Linked DNA regions of Sus scrofa: all the other regions are linked to region 1. Evidence: chromatin contacts called from public HiChIP or PLAC-seq data. All regions are on one chromosome and are shown on one strand. Each heading gives the region's core, a stretch centred on a gene start, on an enhancer-like site or on the middle of the called end of the contact. The rest is flanking DNA. Distances are from core to core; before and after follow the strand shown.

Region 1 (4,495 bases), core at 1,447-3,946:
TTTGAAGCCAAGTTATATCAGACCTAAACCTTCTCCAAAGATCATATCCCAAGCAGTCAGAAGACTAGCGGCCAGACAGACTCACGACCGGGCAAGCAGGGCAGAGGCTAACGCGGTATTCGACAAAGGCAATGAGAAGGACCTCAAATAAGGCAGCAGCAGTTGGGATGAAGTGTTGCCAAACAAACCTAAAAGCGGTGTACCTTAATGGTTCAGAATGTCAGGCAGTGGTTCCCCAACTTGGCAGCACCTTAGAATCACCGGAGCTTTTCAAACTCCAGCCACACAGATCTCACCAAAGACCCACGTAGTAGTCGGCATCCGGATTTTGTAAGGATTCCAAGGTGCAGCCAGGTGTGGGAAGTGATATGGCAAGAGGAATGTGCCGAGGGAGCCACGAGGAGCTGGCTGGAGAGACGGAACCGGAAACCAGGCCTTGGTGGGTTTCACTGGTGCAGGTGAAGGGGTTCTGACGGTAGCCTGTTCTCTTAAGAGGCCTGGCTATGAAGGGAAGGGTACAATAGCAGTTAACTGCAGGAGGTTCCAGGATTGAGAAGTTATTTTTCTTTCTGAAAATGAGAGTAATTTAGGCACAGTTGTATCCTAAGGGGGAAAAGCCAGATGACAGCAACAGGCTGAAGACTCAGAAGAGAAATAGGATATTTGATAAGCAAGTGTCTACAGAAGCTGTGGACAGGAAGTGGACTTCTTTCCCCGACGTGGGGAGAAGGGAGGCAACGTGGTTGTGATGTGAAGACTGTACCTAAGGAGGTGGGGTTGCTGCCTGACAGCTCTGCACAAACTGGCCTAATCCCTGGCTGAGAACAGAAATCCCTCCCCAAGTGCGAGTTTCCATCATGCAAAATTAGAGCACACGTACCTTTTCAGCAACTGTGCGCATTTCAGTTCCAGTATATGTAAATTTGGGGTCACTCCTTTTGGGGATAAATTAGAAAAAAGGGAGCTGAGGTTTGGAATATAAAAAGGTATCAAAGCAAAGTAACAGGATTAGCAGTTTTTGCAATGAAACAGCAGACACGAAGGAGGAGGAGGGCAAGTAAACTGAGGCTAGGGCAGTGCTCACATATCTGTTAGAAGCAGTGTGTCACATGCCTAAGTGGCTAAGTGCATAGTTGTCGTGGGCAAGGCAGAGCGACATGTTAAACTCCTTTAATCATGCGTGTTAAGGAGGTGGGTTTGACAAGTAGACGCTGCTATGCTGTGAAGTTTAAATAAAGGAAACCCAAAGCTTCCACCACCTCAAGCATTTGAGCCACTGGGGGTGGGGGGGTCTCTGAAATCACTGTAGGGCATATCAGGGGCAGGCAGAAAGCTACTGACAGTTTAGATGGAGAAGTGGATTAAGAGGGGGCAGTGTCTCTTAATATGCGCAAAGAGCTTTCAACAGGTTCCCTGGTGATCTCCCCCCCCCCCCCATCTTTTCCCCATAGGGTCATAAATATCTCAAGCAAAAATCCTCGTGCTGGAAAGTAAGGCGGAAAGCAACTGTCAGGGTTGAGGTGGAAGTAAAAGTGTATTATTGCGGGGGAGCCAGGGTCCTAATGGTAAGTTAAAACACAACCTATAAAAAACATTGCCAAACTTGTGATCATTGTAAGTTAACAGGGACACAGAGATCAAAAGACAGGAGTAAACAAATGCGGTCTTACCTTGGGTCATCATTCAACTAGAGTGGGAAAGAGCAGAAAACATTATTGATCACATTAAGCTTATCAGATGTAAATGCATGCAGACTACATGAAATTTAGGTTACGTGCTCCTGCACAGCTGCACGAAGGAGTAAAGAATTCTTATTTGGGATTGTCCACAAGTAAGCTCTAGTTCGTCATGCTATTTCGCCCCTCTGCAATACTGAACGCAGCGGAAATTCTGAAGTCTTGGGTTATGTGGTACCTTCCAAATGATTTCTAGAGGGAACAACCGAGGCGAGGCTAGGGACCCTAATTGCGGCCAGCCGCTTGCTAACACACCGACGTCCGCGTTATGCAATAATGTTTTTCGGGTCTCACTTGCGGTTGTGGTGGTGAATGGGGTGATAACTCCAGCTCTAGAGAAAACCCAGACTGCAAGAGAAAAAGCAAGGCTTCCCCCCCTCCCCGCCCCCCTTCCCTGAGGCTTCTGCGGCTCGCTGGGGGCTCGCGGAAGGCTAAACGAGCAGGAAGCGAGCGGAGGAAAGGGGACCCCGGCGACAGGATCATCCCAAGGATCTACCCCAGGAGCCAAGTCAGGGGAGCCTGTGGCCTCCGCAGCCCTGGACGGCGCCGGCACCCCACCCGGGGACGCGGTGGGACCGAGCACTCCGCGCAGTTCCGGCCCGGGGCAACTGACCGACGGACTCACCTCGCCTATGCACAGGCCCATCACCTCCTCCTTCTCGGTGCTCAGAGCGTGGTTGAGACAGACGAGGAAAGCATCCGACTCCAGATGAACCGCTTGCACCGCCTGCACCACCTGCACCGCCATCTTGGTCCGACCCCGCTCACGTCCGCCTCGGGCCCGCTCGGGCCTGGCCAACCCAGTGCTCCGGCTCCGGGTTCCGCGGGGGCGGGCCGGGGGGCGGGGCCGGCGGGCGCGGGGCGGGCGCGCGGGGGCGGGGCCGCGCGGGGGCGGGGCCGGCCCGGCGGCACCTGGGAGACGCCCGCGCCGGTTGGGGCAGGCGTGGCCAGCGCGGCGGAGGGCGGCGGCCGGCCGAGGTCGGGACGTCAGGCCGGGCGCGGGGGGCTGCAGGGAGGCGGCGCTCTCGGGCCGCAGGCGGCCGTGGTCTGTAAGGAGCGGCCGGGCGGCCGGGCTGGCGCCTCCCGAGCGCCGGCGCCCATTTTGCCCGCCCGTTGAGAAGAGTCTTGCGCGGCCTACTCGCTCCGGGGACCTCCCTCCGAGGCGACATCGCCTCGCGCGCCGGCCTCTTGAGCCAAGGGGACGTTCTTTTGCAATTCGGCCCTCAGTCAAGGTTTTCTTTTCTTTTGTTTTGTTTCCAAGTTAGGGGCCCCCGAATGTTGTCCAACTCTCCTTCCCTGGACCACTTCCGGTTGCCGGCCCGCGCCTTGTAACTTCGGTTCTGGTGACCTCGGCCCGGAATGCCCCTCGCCTCGTCCCGGGCTCACGTCCCGATCCCGGCTTGAGTGGCCCGGGGTGGGTGACCAGAAGTTTTAGCCTCGCAGCTCTCGAGGCGGATTAATTAGCCCAAGAAACATTATATTCATGTGAGTAACCTCTCGGCAGCAACAGTGCTATACTGTATCTAAAAAAGTATCACTCTTAAGCTTGGCGGCTGCTCCTTTCTGCAGAGGCTTTTAGGTATCTGTTTGTTGGATACAGGGAAGGGGAACGGGGAACTTCAGTTTTAATTCAAGGTCGGATGTATCGCAGCAGATGTGCACGATGCAAGTTTCCTCAGCTCTCCTTGTCTCGAGGATATCAGACATGGTGAAATGATGGGTAAAAGGCATTGTCTTTGGAGGCGTAACAAACATGCCTTAGGGGAAAGGACCGCCCTTGCAGCTCCCAAGGTTAGGAAGGAATTACACGTGGATTCGAGGTACGAGTCTCAATCAAAGACGAATCTATGCCGTGCTGCCTGCACGGCCCCATCGGGGTCTATGTTCGTTTGATGTGGTTTTCTATTCCGTGGGTACTTTTGAAGCCAGGCCGACATGGCAGTACTGGAAAGGGAACATGCCCAGGGTGCCCCTCGAAGAGGTGTTGATGCTTTGCTCTTTTCTCCCAAGTCAGTTCCAACACAAGTCTCCCCACTAATAGGGCCCGCATCCAGTGCAACTATATCTGCAATATACCTGCCAGCAACCTCCAGGTTTTCCTAATGTTTAAGGATCATATGGCACATGCGTCCATGATTACTTTTGATAATGAGGAAGCTTGGGCAAAATTGCAAGTGTGCAGTCACATTGGACCCACCTCGTTTTTCTCTTAAGCTTCAACTTTACACCATGCCTTATTTTCAGGTGCTATTGGTGGCTATCATGCCCTGCCCTGATGGTGCAAGTATGGCTGTTCTCATTATTGTGTTTTGTGATGGGACGTTGTGTGTTTATAGGCACTTTTAGGCATCTTCAAGAAGAAAAACACCTTTTGTCTATGGTTGGTGTTAGTCAATCTCATACTCCAGAATGACATTCTCTAACTTTTATAATGCTCGTTGCTGCATTTTACAGCTCTAAATGTTTTATTGGAGTAGAAAAAAAACCCATTAACATTTATGGCAACTTTATAATGTGCTACACACTCTCCTAAGCATTTATGTACCTTGTATGTGTAAACGGCCCCAAATGGAATCAGCCTCTGCGACTTCCTAGCTGTGTTACCTCATGCAACTTACCTAACTTCTCTGTGCCTGACTTCCCTCATCTTTAAGTGGGGATCATAACAGTATCCATGTCATCGGTGATTGTGAAACTTGCAATGGTCGCTATGTAGAGAAAACCTGTAGGAAGTGCTAAGTAAGTGCTGACCGTGATGA
Region 2 (4,495 bases), core at 1,352-3,851, 180 kb before region 1:
CCCACAAGGGCAGCTGTAAATTTATTAAAAGGAAAAACAGCAAATATTGGTGAGGATGTGGAGAAATTAAAACCTTTATACACGGCTGGTGGTGCATGTGAATGTAATCAATGTAAAATGGTGCAGCCCCCTGGGAAAACGATTTCGGCAAAAGATGAGACACGCAACTATCATTTGATCCAGCAACCCCACTCCTAGGTATCTATGCAAGAGCCCTGAAGACATATGTACACCCCAAATCTGAGATGTGAATGCCCCTACCAGCCTTATTCACCCATGGCCCCAAGGTGGAAATCACCCAGACGTGCACAAACAAGAGGTGGTATAGACACACATTATATACCACGGGGTGGCCACCAGAAGTATGACGTACTGCGAGTTCCCGTGTGGCACAGTGGGTTAAGGACCCGGTGTTGCCACAGCTGCGGTGCACACCACGCCTGTGGGGCGGGTTTGATCCCTGGCCCGGGGCCTTCCACATGCCAAGCGTGCGCCCCCCCGCCCCCACCCCCACCCCCCCAAAAGTAATAAAGTGCCGAGTCACACTACGACGTGGACGCCCCTCGAACGCCTCACACCAAGGAAAAGAAGCAGGTCCCCAAAGCCTGCATGCTGTGTGATTCCACTTACGGGAACTGTCCATGGCAGGGAAACCCACAGAGACAGGAAGCTCACCCATGGCCGCCAGGGGCTCGGGTGGTAAAGAGGACTGGGTACCCACGGGCAGGGGAGAGATGTGATGGGGGGATGGAAAGATCTCAGACTGGATCATGGCGATGGCGGCACCACGCGGTAAACGTCCCAAAAATCCTTGAGCGAGTCCGTTTCCTGGTATGTAAACTGCATCTCGATACAACCTTTAAAAACCCCTCGGGAATGGGAGGAAAAACAAGGCCATGTCTTTGACAATGTATCAGGGGCCGCACAGAGCTCCCTGGGCTGTCGTGCACTGTTGTCGCTGCTGCTGTGCCCACGGGAGGGGAGGTGGTCTTCCCAGGAGGGCTGAGGCTCACACGAGGAGTTGGGTCTTTCACGCTATTTTTTCCAATTCATAGATAAAGGATGCTGCTGGGTTGAACTTTTGACTAGCAGTGGGGGCGAAGAGAGGTGGATGGGTTTACAACACACTCAGGATGCAGAAGGGACAGGATTTTGTACTGATCTGGCCGTGGGAATGGGGAAGAGTGAGGATGCCTCAGACTCAACATGCTCAGAGCCGAATGCCCGTCGTCCTCTCGAACGTACTGTCCTCCTGAACTGCTAATCTCAGTGAGTGGATCCGCATCTTGGCACAGCGTGAGCATCCATTGATTGTCTTTGGAGTGAAAGAATGAATGAACAGAGTAAAAACATGGCCAAGGCATTCACCGGGTCCTGCCAAACAAACAGCCAGGCCCACGCTCACCCGCAAGGTCAGCTCAGCAGACGTCGATCCGAATGTCCCTCTCACTCTGCCGACCATCTGGGAAATCATCGGGCCCCACACCTCGAAGAGCACTCACCTTCCTTCCCATCGGCAGCCACTCCTTGCCTAAAGCCTGCAGGTGTGGCACGGACCAGGTTTTGCCCGGAGCCTCCCATCCGTAAATTCTTCACGTGCGGACGATGGCAGGTGCATCACGTACAGCCCACATGGGCACGGGGGACCTTTGGTGTCGTAGAAAGGGGGTCCCCAGGGCCCCCAACAACGAGCGGATCTATGTTCACTTTGGCTCCAGGCAGAAAGAGACTCTTCCTCTCAGAGGGGGGTTATTCCTCCAGGGCCCGCCTCCCGCCTTCTTCGTCCTGGCAGGCAGAAAGCACGGCTGCCAAAAACACTGCAGCCAGTGAGTGATCAATCTGGGTAGTTTACTGCTGTTCCCAGTGTTAACAAGCAGAGATACAAAACAGCTTGTGGTTCCTGGTACCGTTACCACAAGCAGGAAGTGATCCCTCCCGGTCCGCCCTTCCCAGAAATAGAGAGGTGGGACAAGCAAAGATGTCCCCAGACTCAACCAACACAGCAAACATTCCTTGATTATAAAAGAGAAGTGAAATTTGCAACCCAAAAGGGAAATCTGACCTTGTCAGCAGCAGAATTGAGGGGGCATGAAGTACACTCTTTTTAAACCACCTCTTAGACAGTGTCATTAGATAAACATCCTTTTCAATGTTAAAAACCCAAGCCATTTCTGGCCCTTTTCCTGGAAGAGCTTTTTGCTGCTGCCAGTTTACAAGAACAGCCTAAGAGGCCATTTTCTGGGCATGGAGCCCAGGCTTCAAAAGGAGGCCCTAGAGGCCATCTGGTCTGCTTGATATATTGGAATTTCATGTGTGTGTTTGTGTGTATGTGTTTTTCCTATGCTGAGTCATAGCATTGAAGCCTCTCTGGAAACACCCACACCCTTCTAGCCAGCCAGTTTATACACACCCCTCTAGCTCCTATTTGGTTCAAATGTTAGGTTAAGAGGAAGAAGGAAAACGAATTCAAGAGCTGCTCTCAAACATCTAGAATTTTCTGCACCCCACCTCTCGAAGAGAGACCAGCCCAGCTCTGACTCTTACAAACTGGACTTCCCTCTTAAAGCACAACTTTCATTTAAGCCTTTTGATAAAACGGGAAGAAAAGAATTTGTGTGCAGAAGGTGAGGGGCTGACGACTGGAAATAAAACCAGAAGGATGGCAGGTCCCAGGCCCAGCAGTCCAGCAGACCCTGAAATTGAGCTTTTTGTGAAGGTAAGTTTTCTAGCTATAATGACAGTATACAGAATGTATTCTTTATTAACCTTGAACCTCAGCTTCTTTTTTAAAACGTCAACGTTTCAACTAGAGAGAGGAAATAGTTTTATCATTATATACCTAGTCTGAGCCCTAGAAGAACACCTGAGTGTTCGGCTGCTCTTAAATGGTGATAGAAAAATATCCCATCTGCAAAATGCAAATTACGGTGGAAAGACAACTAGACTTGTTGGTCGTTCGAGCGACTAAATGTCCTTCTTCATGGCTTCCTGCGTGACCTCCGACAACCCCGTCCCCCTCTTCGTTTTTCCACTTTTCCAAAGAAGGAGCCTGACGAAATGATGCTTGCGGCCTTTCCAAGCTCTCACCGTTGTGTTTCGTGTTTCGTGCGGACTGAATGTGGGAGGCGAGGGCCGAGAGTGGCCTGAGGGCCTCCGCTCCACACGCAGTCCAAACGCAGCTTTCTGAAGCTCGCCCACGCCGGACGAACATTGCAGCAGGTCCCTTGGCCACACAGGGAAAATCCAGGACTTGCGTGCCTGTTGCATTTTGCCCGAGTCATTTGGTTGGTTTCTGGTTTGGGGTTTTAATGTCTTAACTTTTCAGAAAAGCCCTTTGGAAAACCCCCAAAGCAGGAGGAAGGAACATGTGTTTCTAAATTAGCTCATCGAGAAAAGAAATTTTTGTGTGGGTTACTCCAAATGGAAATTCGTTTCCTAAATCCTGGCCTATGTTAACCATTTTTCTCTGTATTTTCATGGACTGTTGGAAGTATTCAGAATGATGACCATAGCAAACTCTCATGTCGTGCGTGACCATTTTCTAAACACACATAGCATCTCATTTATTCCTAACGGCAATGTAGGAGACATGTTAATAGCAGTAAAGGAGTGTCGTCAGTAGCAGTGGTGGTGGCAGGACTCAAAATTGCCCTCATCGTTTCTAGATAACTAAGCGCAGGCAATAACGTCTAACTAACTTGCCTCTGAGACGACATTGCCTCTTGATGGCTTACCAACGCACCTTAAATAACGTGTGCTTACCAAACATGGGGTTAAACGTCATTGGCCAAGGTAATAACTTTACGATCATTTAAAAGTATTTAACAACTGGTCACATATATACACCAAGGATGTAATTAACCTACCTTTTCAAAACTATAGGAGCGACACTCTTGAATTCTCCAGAGCAAAATAGAATATTTTGCTGGACTCTGGGACATAAGAGCTACTTCTCCTATCTCTGGATTCTAGCCAAATGTGTGACTGCTCAGACACAGTATAAATAAGCTTTATTTTCCTAACTGGCTTCTAACATCTACCAATTCCAAAGCAGAGGTTATGTCTCTTCATAGGGTAACTAAAGTGTTTCTTTTGTCTGAACGTGCTCACTCGGTTCTAACTTCTCTAACCAGTTGTTGGGGCATTGATCTCTGTGTTTATCTTCATAGACTTCCTCATTTGGGGGGTGATCTAGACAGGAAGTTAGCCCATCACACGTTGGATGAATACATGTTAAGTAATAACTTTCAGGGTAAAATAGCTAATCATTTATTCAGCACTTACGATACGGCAAGGACTGTGCTAAAGGGTTTATTATTAACCTGATTTTACGGGTACAGTAATTAAAGCAAGAAATAGCTAGGTAGCTTTTTCTAAGGTCACATAGCTAGTAAATGGCAGAGTTAAGATTCCGATCCTTGGAGTTGCAGTTGTGGTTCAGTGGGTTAAGACCCCAACATAGTGTCCGTGAGGATACCAGTTCAATTCCTGGCCT
Region 3 (4,495 bases), core at 887-3,386, 130 kb after region 1:
GTTAACCACTGCGCCACGACGGGAACTCCTGTATGTTCTGTATACTAACGTTTTGTAGGTTCTGATGTGGCAAATACTTTCTCCCAGTTTGAGGGCTGTATCTTCACTCACAATATGATGTGTTTTGATGAGCAGAAGTACTGATTTTGCTGTCGTCAGATTGGCAATTATTATCCTCTAGCTTCGGGTTTTTGCTGTGTGCTTAAGGAGTCCTTTACGCCTCCTGAAGCCATAAAGGAAGTCGCCTGTCTTGTCTTCTGAAAGTTTTATAGTTTCGCCTTTCACATTTCAGACCTTCAGCTACTCAGAATACATTTTTGTATCGTGTGAGGTAAAGTGTAATTTCACTTTTTAAAAATATTACGAGAAACTATATTTTTCCACTCAGGAACTTTGAACTGACTTTCTGTGCCTAAAGGCAGTTCTAGGAATTGAGAAAAGCAGATAGTTGCAGTAAATTCTAAGAAGCCATAAATTCCGAGGAGAAAACCTGATTCTAAGCAATGAGCACCCTGAACTGGAACCAGCCGACCAGAAAAAGGCGAGCATCCTCTGAGTCAGCCGACTCCCTCTCCCAGTGCTCTTCCACCCTGAGCTTTGCCGCAATGAAAACTTTAAACTTTGCTCAAGGAGTCATTCCCTCTGAAGCTCTTCCAAGTGTGAGGGTTAGATAAAGTGTTTGCCTTCACCTGTCACCAGTCTGGGTTTCTGTTTGGATGCGCCCTGGAGCACTTAGTGCAAGTCTACACTTCCCCTGCTGCTCGGCCGTGTCGCCTGTAGCCATTTCTACTGTGTCTCCTGTCGCTTTGGTCTATGTGCCGATTCTGTGTCTATTGCTCACGCTCTGCATTAACACAGCTTTATTCTAGCTCTTGTGGTCCAGAAGGCGGGTCCCCCCGCATTGTTCTTCTAGAGTACTTTGGCCATTCTTGTTCTTTACAAGCCCTTTAAAATTAGATTATCAAGCTTCACAAAACGTATCTGTGGAGATTTTTGATTGGAATGGGCATTTATATCTACCCCTAGGATGGAACTGCGGGCTCAGAGGGTAGATGCATGTTCAACTTTAGAAGATAATGAAAAACCATTCTCCTAAACAGTATTACCAACTTAGACTCCCAGCGGCAATGTTCAAGAACTCACATGGATTCACATCTTCTCCAGCGCTTGATATTGTTAGACTTGGAAAGTTTTGATAATGGAATGGATGTACAGTGGTGTTTCACTGGGGTCTGATCACTAATGAGGTTGATATGTTTATGGTTCATATATGTTCCTCCGCCGGTGAAATGTTTGTCTTTTTTACTCATCTTTCTGCTGAGTTGGTTCTGTTTTTCTTATTAGTTTGTAGTCCTTCATATATTCACAATAGGAATTCTTCATCACGTGCATGTATTGAAAATATTTTCTTCCGATGCACATCTGGACTTTTTTTTTGCTTTTTGCTTTGTCTTTTTTATTTTTTATTTTTTTTTGGCCATGGCTCATGGTGGCTTGATGTGGGGTCTCAGTTCCCAGATCAGAGATTGAACCTGGGCCACAGGGGTGAGAGCATGGAATCCTAACCAGTAGACCACCAGGGAACTCCCTTTAGTTTGTCTTTTGTTGAGTAAAATTTCTTAAAGTCGAATTGGTCAGTATTATCTTATAGAAAATGGTTTATTTGCATTGTTTAAGAAATCTTTCTTTATCCCACAGTCTAAAAGTTCTTTGCTGATGTTTTCTGTCAAGAGCTTTAAAGTTGTGTTTTCGACATATTCTTAATTGATGTGGAATAGACTTTTTTTTCCATGCGGCATGGAGGAGAGTTCCCATTTCATGTCTTCCATACAAATAACCATTTCCAGCTTCAGTTAATGACAACTTACTTTCTTAGCTAACATGGAACCTGCATCATTTACACAGTTACACACATGCCAATGTGTGTTTCTTCATTTTCTAACCCATCTTGTTGCTCAATTATTCTATCCCTCCACCAACATCCCACTGTCTTAATTTCAATAGCTCTCTTCCGTCTCCCCCCCGCCCCCGTGTGGGCGCGTGTGAGTGTGGGTGTGTGTTCCTGTTATAGTTCCTTAAGGGTAATATTGGTGAAGGGAGCCATCAATCACGTGAGCTCAGGCTTTTAGCAGAAAACACTGGGCTATCTGGCTCCAAACTCTTGCCCTTGGATTTTCTCCTCTTGGCCCTGAGCTCCTGGAAGGTCCGACTAAGACTGCATAGAGTAACGAACTGCTTCTACTGGGAATTTACTCCCTTGGGGTCAAGGTGTGTACAGATGGTGAACAGCCCTGAGTTCTGGAAGCTCAGTAAAGGTTCCGTTCAGAATGTCTTTCGTCCTTCAGGCTGCAGTTTTAAGCTACGAAGGTGTCAGGATACGAAGGAATTCTGCTCTAGGATTTGTAAGAAGTGTTGGCTCACTTTGCTTCCACTGATCCCTCAATTTTTTCGTGGCGTGAACAGTAGGAGACGCAGCCTAAGTAAGAACAGTTTGCCGTTGGAGGCAAGCAGGTCTTCCTTCCATCGCTGAACTACAGGCGAAACGTAGATGACAGTGTACCCGCCGCACAGGAGCCTGAAAACGCGTTTCCTCAACGTCCTGTGCCGGCGTCGATTTCCGGGTAGAGCCTGGAGTTGGAGCGGCCGCCAGCACAGCCCGCGGACGCTTCCGCGCCGCCCCCGCGAGCTCGGGGAGACGAAGAGCCCGAGCTCGAGCGGGCGGGGTGGGGGAGGCCCCGCCCAGTCCGGGCCCGGGAGGCGGGCTCGGGGGCGGGGCGGGAGGCGGGCTCGGGGGCGGGGCGGGGCTCCTCCCACGCCCGCCCGGCGCGCCGCCCGCGGGGTGGTGACGGGCCCAGCCGCGCCGCGTTCCCTCGGTCTCCGCCGCCTCCGCCGCCTCCGCGCCGCAGGCCCGGGGCGCTCGCACTCCAGGCTCTGCCCGGCCCCGAGTCTCTGCGTCCCCGCGTCCCCGCGCCCCGGCTCCCGCAGGATGACGCTCAAGGCGAGCGAGAGCGAGGGCGGGGGCAGCATGCGCACGGCGCTCTCCGACCTCTACCTGGAGCACTTGCTGCAGAAGCGCAGCCGGCCCGAGGTGAGCGGCCCCCGGATCCCCCGGGCGCAGCAGGAGGGGCCGGCCCGCGTCTCTAGGCCGCGCCGCCCGCCGCGGCCCTGTCCTCGGGGGTCCTGCCCCCCGGGCGGAGGTCCCGCCCCCGGGGTTCCGTGCGGGACCTCGGGCGCGATGGGTTGTTGCCCCCAACGGAACCTCTGGGCGGGAAACGGAGAGGCCGCGGCCTGGCCAGGGAGCGTCTTAAGGTCAAGGAAAACTTCTCTGTGGACGGAAGTCTGGGTAACGGAGAGACACGAAGGAGCAGATCTGGGAGTAGGTCCGCTCGGTGTTGTTGAGATGCTTGTTTTTGTGTCAGCAAAAAGGCTGTGAAAGCCAACCCCGGCTCTAAAGTGCTCGCTCACCGGCCTCTGCATTTCGGCAGGGCCCCTGGTGCCGGCCGGCGGAGGATCCTTTCGGAGATGATTCTGCCCTCCAGACTCCCGGGGTGGCCGGGACAGAGCTCCCAACCACTGTCCCCAAAGACGCCCAGAGGGGAGGCTGGTCGTCTTCTTCTTATCTCATACTCGTAGATGCGGCTCGCACGCAGCACGTAGGTCTCTCCCGCGGGCGCATCTCTCATTGCAGCCACCAGCCGGCACAGGCCAGCGCCCCTCCGCGCAGCCTGGTGGCCAGGTACCAAGAGAGAGCGGCCGCAGGGACAGAGAAACAGAGAGCGCGCCGGGCAGAAGCACGGTGGCCTTTGAGAACCCAGGGTCCGAACTCACAGTGGGAATCTCTCGTGCACCACAGGGCAGGGCTGTTTCACACTCGCTTTTTACAAGTTAAATGCCTAGTAAGTGGGCCTTCCGAAATGTTTGCTGGATGAGTTGGAGACGGGAGAGCTGGCCGTGAGCGTCGGCCTCGCCTTCTCCTTGCGCGGATGAAGGACCGAAGATCCTCAGGGAAAGCAGACTGGGGCTGTGGGGAACGATTTTGTATCTGCAGAGCTGAGGCACAGCGCACATCCTGCCTGTGGTTTAGATTCTGCACCAGAGTGCAGTGTTCGCACCTGCCTGTCCTTTCAAGTCAAGACCTCGATAGTCGAGGCTGAAATGCGTGCCAGGCTGAGCAGGACACTGCAGTTATTCCGATGAGGGCACGGAATTGGAAGTTAGGCACTAGGAGGAAATCACAGTCTCAAACCACTTGGTTCCTCATAAGCTCGGACATGTGATTTTTTTTTTCTTCCTCACCATCAGCTCACTTGGCTGAGGCTTCACAACCACCGCCCTACACACACACCCCTGGGGGGGGGAGGGCAAAAAACTCCTTTAAATTTACTTCCAGCAATTGTATTGAGTTATAGTCGGTGTACACATAATGCACGAATTTGTGCGGTTCAGTGCTATTTGCCGGATGCATACGTACAACCGTGTAACTCGCCCCATAAGC

What was found. HiChIP or PLAC-seq counts read pairs in DNA pulled down with a chosen protein or histone mark.
Region 2: an H3K27ac HiChIP or PLAC-seq map of alveolar macrophages shows a contact between it and region 1. The contact joins the promoter of CLIC2 here to the promoter of CMC4 in region 1. A contact is called at or near these places in 2 of 2 datasets of contacts at active chromatin or transcription factors (alveolar macrophages and skeletal muscle).
Region 3: an H3K27ac HiChIP or PLAC-seq map of skeletal muscle shows a contact between it and region 1. The contact joins the promoter of MPP1 here to the promoter of CMC4 in region 1. A contact is called at or near these places in 2 of 5 promoter capture datasets (liver and skeletal muscle), 1 of 47 Hi-C or Micro-C datasets (heart right ventricle) and 2 of 2 datasets of contacts at active chromatin or transcription factors (alveolar macrophages and skeletal muscle).

Annotation. Positions count from the first base shown.
Region 1 is chrX:125,381,473-125,385,967 of Sscrofa11.1, reverse strand. It overlaps CMC4 (cx9C motif-containing protein 4), which reads left to right and starts at 2,696. Exons shown (of 3, transcript XM_021079968.1): 1 at 2,696-2,714. It overlaps BRCC3 (BRCA1/BRCA2-containing complex subunit 3), which reads right to left and starts at 2,564. Exons shown (of 11, transcript NM_001243023.1): 1 at 2,362-2,564; 2 at 1,671-1,687; 3 at 881-935. The coding sequence starts at 2,484.
Region 2 is chrX:125,558,165-125,562,659 of Sscrofa11.1, reverse strand. It overlaps CLIC2 (chloride intracellular channel 2), which reads left to right and starts at 2,601. Exons shown (of 6, transcript NM_001244428.1): 1 at 2,601-2,716. The coding sequence starts at 2,660. LOC100620916 (histone H2A-Bbd type 2/3-like) reads right to left here and starts at 2,299. Exons shown (of 5, transcript XR_002340766.1): 1 at 1,503-2,299.
Region 3 is chrX:125,250,025-125,254,519 of Sscrofa11.1, reverse strand. It overlaps MPP1 (55 kDa erythrocyte membrane protein), which reads left to right and starts at 2,136. Exons shown (of 12, transcript XM_021080526.1): 1 at 2,136-2,268.